3 separate regions of the Mus musculus genome follow, and all the other regions are linked to region 3. The links are chromatin contacts, called in public Hi-C and HiChIP or PLAC-seq maps. All regions are on one chromosome and are shown on one strand. Each heading gives the region's core, a stretch centred on a gene start, on an enhancer-like site or on the middle of the called end of the contact. The rest is flanking DNA. Distances are from core to core; before and after follow the strand shown.

What was found. A called contact is a pair of places that touch in the nucleus more often than the background predicts. HiChIP or PLAC-seq counts read pairs in DNA pulled down with a chosen protein or histone mark.
Region 1: an H3K4me3 HiChIP or PLAC-seq map of bone marrow-derived macrophages shows a contact between it and region 3, with 4 times the contacts expected there. The contact joins the enhancer-like site here to the promoter of Parp8 in region 3. A contact is called at or near these places in 8 of 39 promoter capture datasets (the 3T3-L1 cell line, the C10 cell line, the HPC-7 cell line and 4 more), 1 of 15 datasets of contacts at CTCF or cohesin (the NIH/3T3 cell line), 20 of 484 Hi-C or Micro-C datasets (B cells, the C2C12 cell line, CD4 T cells and 16 more), 4 of 115 datasets of contacts at active chromatin or transcription factors (bone marrow-derived macrophages, memory CD8 T cells, pro-B cells and 1 more) and 1 of 9 other capture datasets (adipose tissue).
Region 2: a contact with region 3 is called in a Hi-C map of the N1E-115 cell line, with 8 times the contacts expected there. The contact joins the enhancer-like site here to the promoter of Parp8 in region 3. A contact is called at or near these places in 2 of 39 promoter capture datasets (embryonic stem cells and pre-B cells) and 4 of 484 Hi-C or Micro-C datasets (the N1E-115 cell line, embryonic stem cells and nephron progenitors).

Annotation. Positions count from the first base shown.
Region 1 is chr13:117,282,962-117,286,852 of GRCm38.p6, forward strand. No RefSeq gene overlaps it. Among named protein-coding and RNA genes, the nearest start is that of Emb, 64 kb to the left of the region's middle. Within about 2 kb of position 1,285, at least 64 of the 459 cell types and tissues checked have an H3K27ac peak or open chromatin away from gene starts, as enhancers often do. A contact at or near this core is called in CD8 T cells, Th2 cells, bone marrow-derived macrophages and 3 more, where this site is marked.
Region 2 is chr13:116,713,298-116,716,877 of GRCm38.p6, forward strand. No RefSeq gene overlaps it. Among named protein-coding and RNA genes, the nearest start is that of 4930435F18Rik, 120 kb to the right of the region's middle. Within about 2 kb of position 1,929, at least 1 of the 459 cell types and tissues checked has an H3K27ac peak or open chromatin away from gene starts, as enhancers often do. A contact at or near this core is called in the N1E-115 cell line, where this site is marked.
Region 3 is chr13:117,024,223-117,027,945 of GRCm38.p6, forward strand. Parp8 (poly (ADP-ribose) polymerase family, member 8) reads right to left here and starts at 1,309. Exons shown (of 27, transcript NM_001081009.2): 1 at 1,143-1,309; 2 at 954-1,055; 3 at 1-7. The coding sequence starts at 1,044.

The DNA.
Region 1 (3,891 bases), core at 35-2,534, 260 kb after region 3:
CCCTGAAGTCACGTCTCTTATACATTGCTTGTAGGAACATAGGGAACAATGTGGAAGGAGGCCTGACTGGTTGGTTCCTAACACAACAAATATACTTGATGATCAAGAAATATTCATTCCAGAGAAAGGAAATAACATGCTTCCTCCAAAGCTTCTCAATACTGTTGACCCCAAATAAACTGTCTCAAAAATAGGTGTCTGGCCAGACAGTGGTGGCGCATGCCTTTAATCCCAGCACTTGGGAGGCAGAGGCAGGCAGATTTCTGAGTTCGAGGCCAGCCTGGTCTACAAAGTGAGTTCCAGGACAGCCAGGGCTATAGAGAGAAACCCTGCCTCACACACATACACACACACACACACACACACACACACACACACACACACACACACACACAAAAGATTGTGTTAACAACTTATATACTGCCATAGTTTACAATAGAAATGTTCTCCCAAAAGCCCATGTTTGTTTGTTTGTTTGTTTTTTAAAGATTTATTTATTATATGTGTGTACACTGTAGCTGTCTTCAGACACCCCAGAAGAGGGCATCAGATCTCATTATGGATGGTTGTGAGCCACCATGTGGTTACTGGGATTTGAACTCAGGACCTTTGGAAGAGCAGTCGGTGCTCTTAACCACTGAGCCATCTCACCAGCAAGCCCATGTTTTAAAGGGCTTAACCCTCGCCAGGTTGGATCTCTTGGGAAGTAATGGAGACTTTTAGGGCTAGGGTTTTGTGAGAGATCTTCTCATCAGAGCCATATTCTGAAGGAGTACTGAGATTTGGTTCTCCATATTTGTCCCTTCCATTCCCAACTGTGAGCCAAGCAGTTTTACCATGTGCTTCTTGCCATGTTATATGGCTTAGCCACAGGTCGCAGGCCCAAATATATACAAATATATATATTTGTGTATGTGTATTAAAATAATCTGGCCACAGTATTTTTATTCTGTGTTATTTTAACTTCATACAAGAGGAAAATGACATACTTTAGGTTGCTCATTTTCATACTTCGCCATAGCTTCAATAGACACTTCATGATGAAGAAAAGCCTTAAAAGGATCTCTTAAGGTTGAATCCAAGCTGTGCACATTTCCAAAACAAATCTGCACATAAAAAGCTACAGGACAGGTATTCATATCCACGCCAATCCTCTTTCATAACTGCATTAACACATGCTTGCCTCTTAAACATGATTCTGCAGACCTTATGTCGGTACAGCATGGAGCCCAAAATAGGGAACTGCCAGGCAGGGTTCACAGTGGCTTGCAGAGGCAGGAAGCAGGATGTGGGTACCCACAGCATCCAGCAGCATGTGTTTAAGTGAGGAACAGACATCTATTTGATGACCTTGTGAACCAGCTCAATGGATATGCTACGGAGAATATGACAAATTATATACGTTCTGTGTAATAAATCTTTTCAATGCTTTAAAAATTCCCAAGATTCTGAAAAGAGTTACCAAATTATAATTTAATTCTGCTCTTGATTATGTTCTGGGGTTTCCCATGTTGGAAAAAAATAGCGTTTGTCTAAAGAGTAAAGGGTAGTTTAAGTGTGATTGTGTGATGAGAACTCAAAGTTCATGTGTTTGTTTTATTTTTTTTTCATTATTTTTGCGATGATAGGAAAATTAAGCTTAATCTTGCCTTCTATAAGATTATTTCAAGTATACAACACAGTGTTCAGTATGGGTACAATATGTGTCCTGGCTCTGTGATTTAGCCATCTTACAAAACTTAAGATTTATTCTGTTTGAACTGCAGCTCTTACCTTGTACTCTCCAGCTCTGTTTCTGAGTGATTGTTTATGTTATATATTTCATATTAATAAATCATAGAGGACTCCTAGAACTTGGCCTCTGTCACTGTTTCATTTAACAGATAATCTGCTGATTCACCCATGTTCCTGCATGTCAGAATTTCTCCCTTTCTCTCTTTCTGTCTCTCTCTGTCTCTCTCTGTTTGTGTCTCTCTCTGTCTCTCTGTCTCTCTCTTATTTTCTGTTCAACTTACTGTGATAAAATACCCTGATAGTAATTCAGGGAGAAAGGGCTTATTTTAGCACACAGTTCCAAATTCCAGTCCCTCCTAGCAGGAAAGTCACAGCAGCTTGAGACTGAGAAAGTTGATCCGGTTACACGTATAAACAGTAACAAAGTGTAGTGTGTGCACAAATTTGAGTGCTCAGTTAACATTTTCCACTCTTTCACAGGTCAGGATGGCCTGCCTAGGGAATGGTACCACCCACAGTAGGCAAGTAATCAAGATCGTCCCCCAGAGACATACCCTCATCCCGGCTTAAATCTTTCACTGTGACTTGATGCCCAGGTAATTCTACATTGTGTGTAGTCAATAAGGAAAAACTAACAATCCTGGGCAAGCAATGTCTCAGGAGTAAAGGGCTTCCTAAGAAGCCGGGCCACCTGGGTTCCATACCTAGCACTCACATCCTGGAAGGAGAAAACTAAGTCCCACAGGTTGTTCTCTGACTTCTGCATGTTCCCCCCACACATATGCAAACAAATAAGACACTATTTAAAAATGAAAACTAACCAGAACCGCTTTAAATGCTAGATTATCTCCCTAGCTATTCGTTTTCAAAGTGGAGCTTTCTCCCTTTTCTATCCCCATTGGATGGTTCCAGAGTGAACATGTTCCCCTTTGATGAGGCCCCTTAAACCTTTATAGCTTTTGAAATTCTGGTTTCCTTCTTTTTATTTCTTTTAAAGATTTATTTTTAAATAAATGTTTGTGAGTACATTGTCACTCTTCTTCAGACATATCAGAAGAGGTCATTGGATCCTATTACAGATGGTTATGAACCACCATATATATATATGGTTACTGGGAAATGAACTCAGGACCTCTGGGGGAGCAGTCAGTGCTCTTCACCTCTGTGCCATCTCTCTAGACCTTATTTATTTATTTGTTTATTTGACAAATTTTGTTTGTGGTTTGACAGTTGAAGCCAGGAGCTTGCTGGGAATAAACAGTCAGTCTTCTTGCTGATCCACATTTCCAGTTCTTTATAGTGATTTTCAGTTTGTGGCAGAGTTTTGCTGAGATGCCCAGGCCAGGTTTGAACCTACTTTATAAGCTAGACAGGTAGGTCTTAGAATTTGGTCCTCCTGCCTCAGCCTCCCTGGTCTCTGGGATGACAGGTATAGACCACTGTTCTTAGTGACAGGCTCACTTTTTTTGTTTATTTGAAGCAAGGTTTCTCTGTGTTGCCCTGACTGTTCTGGAACCTGCTCTGTAGACCAGGGTGGTCTCAAACTCAGAGATTCCCCTGCCTCTGTTTCCTGAGTATTGAGATTAAAGGAATATGCCACCAGTGCTTAGTACAGGCTAACTATGAATGGCTTATCTGTTAACTTTTTAAAGGCTTAATATATAAATGTGTGGGTTTGTATATAAACATATATAGTATCTGAGCATGTATATTCAAGTCTCTCATGTATGTGTGTGTGTGTGTGTGTGTGTGTGTGTGTGTGTGAATACACACACACACACACACACACATCATTTAGTTCTTTTATGACTTTTTAAATTGAAAATAGACTTTTTCCCTACAGTATGTTCTGATTACAGTTTCCCCGTCTACAAATCCTCCCACATCCTCCCCATCTCCACACTTACTGAAATCCATACTTTCTTACTCTCTATCTCTCATTAGAAAACAGACATCTAAGATGGGTGGGGTGGCGCACGCCTTTAATCCCAGCACTTGGGAGGCAGAGGCAGGCGGATTTCTGAGTTCGAGGCCAGCCTGGTCTACAAAGTGGGTTCCAGGACAGCTGGGGCTATACAGAGAAACCCTGTCTCGAAAAACCAAAAAAAAAAAAAAAAAAAAAAAAAAGAAAACAGACATCTAAAAAAATAATAAATA
Region 2 (3,580 bases), core at 679-3,178, 310 kb before region 3:
TTTGAAGTGTGGATGATGTTTAAGGTTTTTACAATATCCTTAACAACATTTTTAAAAATGTTAGTTTTCATTGTCACTTAAAAAAATTCTCATCTGGAATATTTAGGCAAAAGAGAACCCTCTATAAATAAAGTGCTTTCCTTTTATGGTAATTTACACAAGGATTTGAGTCATAAAGGAGCTGGGGGAAAGATAGGGCATACAAATAACAGCAATGATGGGAAATACACATTTCTGGGTATTTGTCTGATTCCTGGTATCACTCTGAGAATTTTATTAGCCAAGACTTGAACTTGTAAAGCCATGGTTTCACTCTGAAGATCATTTGTCCCTAATTATCCCCTGCCTTCCCTCAATTTACTAGAAGGACAGGTGTCTTTTTTTTTTTTCTTTGCAAGATTTTGTTAAAAACAAAAGTCAACATCTTTCAGGAATATACAACTGGAATTCAAAGTCTCACTGGATAGGACCACAACTTAAAACTACAGTAGAGCCTCCTTAATTACCTGATATATTTTGGGGTGACATATCAGGTACATGGTGACACTGTATTAATCCTCCTGATATACTGTCTCCACCTACAGTCAGAACTGCACAATTAGAGATTCTGATGAAGCAGAAGGTGAAAAGGAACAAGTTTTCTGAGGTATTCTTCAAAATGTATCAATTTATTGGCAAATATTCCTGAATGGAAGAAAGAAAAAAATGTCCATAAAGAAGCAAGTATTTGATGGTTGTCTTATTTAACCAACTGCTCTGCAGTCCAACCATAGGTGTCACCTTACATGCCCACTTTAGTTCAGGAAACTGGAATCCAAGAATATCACAGCTTGCCTAACATCCAACATAGTTACTCTAGGGCTGAAATCGTATTTGGAGAATAATAAACAGCTACAGTTCTAAAAACCAGCACCATTCTGCTATGTGTCTTTCCTTCAATTGGTTAGCTTTCGAAAATAGTTTGGGATGCACTCAGTTACTCTCAAACTATTTGGGCACCGAGGCAAACAACCCAACCACAGCTGAGTCTGAAGGAAACCGAGCTCTTCCAAAACAGATTCCCTAGACCAGTGTGACGCACTCTGAACTCCAGGAGCTGGCTGGCCTGTGTGTGGAATTATGCTGTCTGACTGAAGGTTACACCTCTGTATTACAAACATTCAAAGGTATCCACATGTGCCTCACTTGCACTAAGTCAACACACATTGCCTTCATACTTCATTGTCTACACCCTTGGGTGTTTATAAGACGACCCAGAGGTTCTTTGCCACCCTGTTGGTCTTGTATCACTGCGACATTCTTCAAAGAGCCCCCTCATACTTAGCTGTCTTAATATTTACATTTTAACTTTAGGATATTGATATTCTTCCAGTAATACTTCTGAGCCAAGAAAGAAATCCTCTTCCAAATTTTTATAATAACTATTATATGTCATTGGCTATTATATTAGTTGGGTTTTTGTGTGGGACACCACTATTTTATGTAAACTCTACAACTGTCACATTTAGTCAGAAGTTAGTTAAAATGGTAGAAAAGCATTTAAACGAAATTGACTGCAGTCCACCTTCCAGGAAGTTATGTTTTTATGCCCTATTCTTGACTCAGGACCAAAAGAGCTGTCACTTTCCAATCTTCTCTACCTGAATCTCATTAAGCAGGAACAGTCTAGAATTCTAAATGCAATGGCCAGACCGGTTCTCTTATCACGGCCTTTGCTGCCACCTGCTGTCCACCCTACAGTTTTTAAATGGATGTCAGGATGTTACAGAACTCAGAAAGCTGATGGTTAGTGAGGGCATCCATCCACTGGAATACATCACAACACGCTCTTTAAATAATTAACGCACTTGGTATCTGTAGAAGATGGTTTTCTTGCCATACTCTTTATTTCAAATCAATACAATTTCTAATTTCTTCCCTAGCACAGCTGGCTGATGAAAGTTTGAATTTTCTTGTTATGGGCAAGGTCAGAATTTTAAGCTGAGATGGCCAGTTGTAGTTGACAACGAGTGAGTAGATTTTCTCTGTCGTCTCTGCTGACTTTGCCCTCAGAGTGGGTTGTAGATCTGGCCTTGTCCCTTTGTTCTTAACGGTTGGTCTGAAGCTCTGCCCACACTCTTCACTATTATTTAACCTCGTTTATGATTTAGATTGAAGAATGAAGTAAAGGGACGTCATTCACAGATTCTCAGTATAGATCAAATCCTATGACGATGATCTTCTTGGACAGGTCATTTAATAAGGTGATCTCTGTAACATTTCTGGAGCACTTGCTGACATCTTGAACATATTCAAGAAGCAAAGTAAGTAATAGATGCAGAAATTTCATAGACAGAGTGACCCTTGTTGGTGGTACTTTACACTTGCAACTGGAAAAAACAAAACTTCAGCATGGTACTGGACTAAAAGGTAAATGCAATCATTCTATACTTCTCTATTAAACTTCTACCTGTAGTTATCATACTGGTCCCCAGCAGTGATGTTAAATTCCTTCCAAGAACACAGAACCTGATTTATATAGTCCATAAATATTCACTTTCTTTATGGCAAAGTTCTACCACCACCACCAAATGTTACATTTAAACCCAGATAAGTCACCTCACTCAACCAAGCATTTCAGAAGCACCTAGTATACTTAAGTGGACTTAAATGTGACCAGCCTTCTAAAATCCTACAGGCAAGACTCTTAACAGCGAGACATCATTCATAAAGGTCAGCATATCCAAACGCATCTTGGGCAGGAGGCAACTCTATGTTAACCCTGAAAAAAATGTATCAAAAATACAAGCTGCTGTTCTCCATCTTGCAAAGTTTCAGAATCTGATTTGTCTTTCAAGTTCATCACAACCTTTCAAAGAGTGTTTTTGGCAATGTTTGTGGAATAATAAACAGCCCAAAAGCTGTAGAAATGATTTAAGTGTTCCCGACTCTGAAGTAAGTAAGATATTTAACTAACTTTAAATGTCTCCTTACATATTGCCCTCTCTCTCTCTCTCTCTCTCTCTGTGTGTGTGTGTGTGTGTGTGTGTGTGTTGTGAATTTTCCCAATTACTATTCTTCAGAGCACCAAGCCCATCATTTTTATGTTGGAATGCAGAAATATATGACTTTGCAGGTTCATTGCTTGCATATGTTTTTCTTCGGAGTGGCCAGAAGCGGCCATTTTTCATTCTTGCTAACAAGCTTTCAAAAGGCTTTGCCTCCTACATTCCTTTCTTGATACAGTATACAAAGGGAGTCTGCCTTTGTGAGTTGTAATTCTTCTAGTTGCTTCCGGTGCAGCAACATATCATGAGAGTTTAACTCGGGGTTACAGAGGAAGAGGAGAATTGATGTGCTAATCACTGACCTGATAATTTCCACTTAATGAGAGCCTTCATCACACATGTGTTTGCTCACTTCAGTTATCCATTTGTTCACCAAGATTTGCTGGAAATGTGCTAAGAGCTGGGCCTTCTTGGGGCTGAGTTATACCCATCAATTAATTCATGAGTGAATAGGGATAACACCCAACATCAAAGACAGCACCCTACTGCATTCTTTTGAGAGGCGTATCTGGCAGAGGCTCAAAGTATGGGTT
Region 3 (3,723 bases), core at 59-2,558:
CTGAAATCTGAAACGGAAAGTCGTGTTATAAGCCACCCCATGTGTTGTTTTTAACCCCAATTCTGTCTTGAACCTACACTTTTGTGTGAGCCTAGGAGGCCCGATGGGGAGGGAAGCAAAGGCTGGAGAGCTAGGGGCCGCCAGCAGGGTGGTGCAGGAGGGGATGCGGAGCACCCCGTGGGGTGCAGCGGGAGGCCGCCCCCCGCAACAAGTGCCGGGTGCCATGGCAACAGCGGGAAATTCCCAGCCAAGCAGCCGGAAGCAGCCCCTGGCAGGCTTCGGGCTGCGAAGCCCGAACTGCCCTCGGCCTTGGATGGGGGGGTGGGAGGACGGGGAGCAAAGATGGACGCAAAGCGACCCCCAGGTTGGGCCTGCGTAGCTCGGGAACCCCGGGAATCCATCCATCCCTTCCCCGGGGCGGTGTCCTGCGCGCTCGCCGAGGAGCGGGTGCAGCGGAGGGGGCGGGAGCTCGGCCCAGCGCTGCCTTCTCCCGGGGCCTCGGCGCCTGGCGGGAGCAGCGCAGCGCAGCGCAGCGCAGCCGGTCCCTTCCCGGCCGCCGCCGCTCGGCCGATGGCGCAAAGCCGCCGGGCTCTAGCCCGCCCCGCTCGGCCACGGCTGCCGAAGCCGGGAGGCAAAGCTCGGATGCTCTGGGCACCGCCAATGGCTGGAACCCAGCGCCCGGCCCCTGCACTCTGATCGCGCGGGTCCTGCCCCAGGAGCCGGAGACTGCCCTGGCCTGGTGGGGTTTTTTGGGGGGGAGGGGGGTGGCTCGTGCCCCCCTCCTCTTTGGGTTTCAGCTCACGCCGCTGCAGCTATTTCCAAATGCACCCGGAATGGGGACTTGCCGCCCCACACTCCCAAGCTACACGCGTCGCGGTCAGAAATCTGGGCAATGGGGGTAGACAGAGGGGAGGCTGACTCCTGGTCCCAGGATCCGAGAGGCAAGAACTCACCTGCAAACAGGCAGTCTTTCTCGGCTCTTGACTTCTGGATCACGACGTCGATATCCTTCTGAATTCTCTCTTGCCTTGAACACATCCCCATTAAATAAATCCCTGGAAAAGAAGCAGCCGCTATTTCCACTCCACCCCACCCCCCTCGCACGCTTCCAGCTTTCGTAAATATTCAGTTAAAAATGAAACCTCTGGCCGAGGCAGGGGCTGAAGGCGAAGTGGTTTCGGAAGTGATCCCGGGTGAGAGAGGAGGAGGAGGTGGAGGAGGAGGAGGAGGAGGAGGTCGGCTTTGCATTCCCAGATGTGACCGCCCAGCTGCTGCTCGCCGCTGCTGGATTCCAATTTCCTCCTGTTCTGACAATGGATGGTGATGACACGGAGTCTCACTTTCTCCCTCCCCCCCCACCCCCGCCCGGACTGACGGCCGTAGGAAAACGAGGGGCCCGAAGGGGGCCGGGGACCGCTGGAGAGCGATCGGCAGCTGTGGAGCGGCAGGCGCCGGAGAGGGGCGAGCCCCGCTCCGACTCACGCGCGCACACCCCTCGCGGCCCGCACGCCGGCCTTCCCACACCCGCGCACACTCGCGCCCGCGGGCGGCGGCCGTGCCCAGGCTGCTGCAGCGCCGCCCGCCAGCCGCAGACCCTCCCGCACCCGCCGCGGGTCACCGGGCCCGGCTGCGCGCCGCTGGGGCTTTAATAGTATCCGCCATCCGCGCAGGCTGGATTTCCCCACCCCCGACTGCCACTCGAGCCGGGAGCTGAGTGACAGTGTAGGTAGTGAAGACTCCCTGGAGCTCCCAGCCTCTCCCGCACCACCACCACCACCCCTCCTCTTTCCACCACTTTTATGAATTCGACTCCACTTTCAGAAGGAATTATGAGTCATATGGAAACCCAAGCCGGAGTGGCTGGGAGGAAGAAAGAGGGGGAAAAGAAAAAAAAATCTTTACGAATTAAAAATAAAGTGAACAAGTCTTTCCTTGTAATCACATCAGGCAAAGGGAGAAAGGCTGGAGATCACTCTAGGAGGACTCTCCCATTTCCTTATTGCCTTCTTTTTTGGTGGTGAGGTGATGGGGGTTCTTTTATTGTTTTGCTTTGCTTTTGCTTCTCAGGGTGGTTTGTTTGTTTGTTTGTTTGTCCCAGGTTTGAGAAGCTCTTTTGAAAATGAAGCCCTTTCTAGACTCCAAAGACTCTTGTTCTTCCTTTCCAGCTCTGTTCATAAGAAATTGGCCTGAGGGGACTCCCTAAGTCAGGGATACCTGGCTTGGGTCTTATTCAAAACCTCAGCCTTCTGTGGGCTGAGGCAAGGGAAAGTTTCTCCAGCCCTAATACCTTGCGCAACAAGGAAAACCATACTGTCCGCTCTCTATTGCCCTGCTTTAAGCTTATGATGGTTGGTCCACCTTTTCTGCCGCAAGGAACCTGAACCCGCTCCACCAAGCTCTTTTCTTTAGCATCGTTTCTGAGAAGTGTCCCCCAGGCAGACCATAGGTATATTGTTTTGCATTCTAAGACCAAGCAGTGTCTGGAATATAGGAGGTGTTATCAATCATGTTGTCCGGAACCTTTTAATCTTCCCGATAGGAATAGTGAGTAGGGGAAGCTTTTCCTGTGCTGGCAAGCCTGAGTCAGTACCCTGGAGCCTAGGGGCTGAACAGACACGCCCAGAAGAGTATTAGAATTTCAAACCCTTTTCAAGGCAGAGACTGACTGCTGGAAACACTCAGGCTGGAGGCTTATGGTATATATCCAGCCTTTTAACATCATCTGTATTCTCACGCTTTTCCTCTTGTAATCCTCAGTTTCCGACAGCCTTTAGTGACGGCAGAAGACAGCATACATCCCACAGCAGTTAGGTGGGGCTTTGCAGGGTTAAAGCTCTCCTTTGAGCCTGGCCTTGGACACAGTGATCCTTAACCTAACTACAGAGACAGGTCACTGTGAGACTGGTCTGAGGCCTGTAGCTGCTCAGATCCATATCCCTTGAAGCTTGAGAGCTCTGGGGATCTCATCCACAGAGCACCCAAGGCCTTCGCTTTCCCTTCGCTGCCTTGCTTGAAGAGACTTCACTAAGGGTTAACGTTGTAATAAAGTGAGCCAAATAATCTGATTATATAGCCAGGAAAGAAAAGCACATGTATGAACCAATCCTGGCAGTTCCTCCCTCATACGGGACCATGTGGGCACCAATCGCAGGCCTGAGGATCACTAGGGAAACTAGTCTCCAGCTGATAGTGGGTGGAGAAGGCTTCAAGGTTATCTAGAGTTTACCAAGGCGTGAGGCAGCAAGAGATCCAGTGCTATTTGAAACACTTGAGTCCGAGGCCGTGAGGTTAGGAGTTAAGAGTTACGCTTCACTTTGGTAGCTGGGTTGCTTCTTCCATCCCAGAGGCAAGGAGCAGTGGTGCTTTGCAGTAAAGCTTCCTAAAGCCTCCAGGAGTATTCGGAATGGCACATGGCTAGGATGCGAGTATTTGGGCTGGCTGCTCGGCTGATAATCCTTTGCTTAAGGCAGCCAGACAGCAAGGCAAGGTATTGCAAGCTTAAGAGTTAAGGTATCAACCTATCCTAGTTCTCTAGGTATCGTTAAAAGGGATGGCAACAAAGCCCCTTGCCCATAACATGTATTGAACAGTGTTGCAACAATGCTTAACTCCTGTAAGTGATGCCTATTAGAGAGGTAGGTTCTTCTACCTCTCCATCTACATTGTTCCTTGCAGCCTTTCTCTATAAGGCACGCCAGTTTCAGACAGCTTCTTTATTAGCCG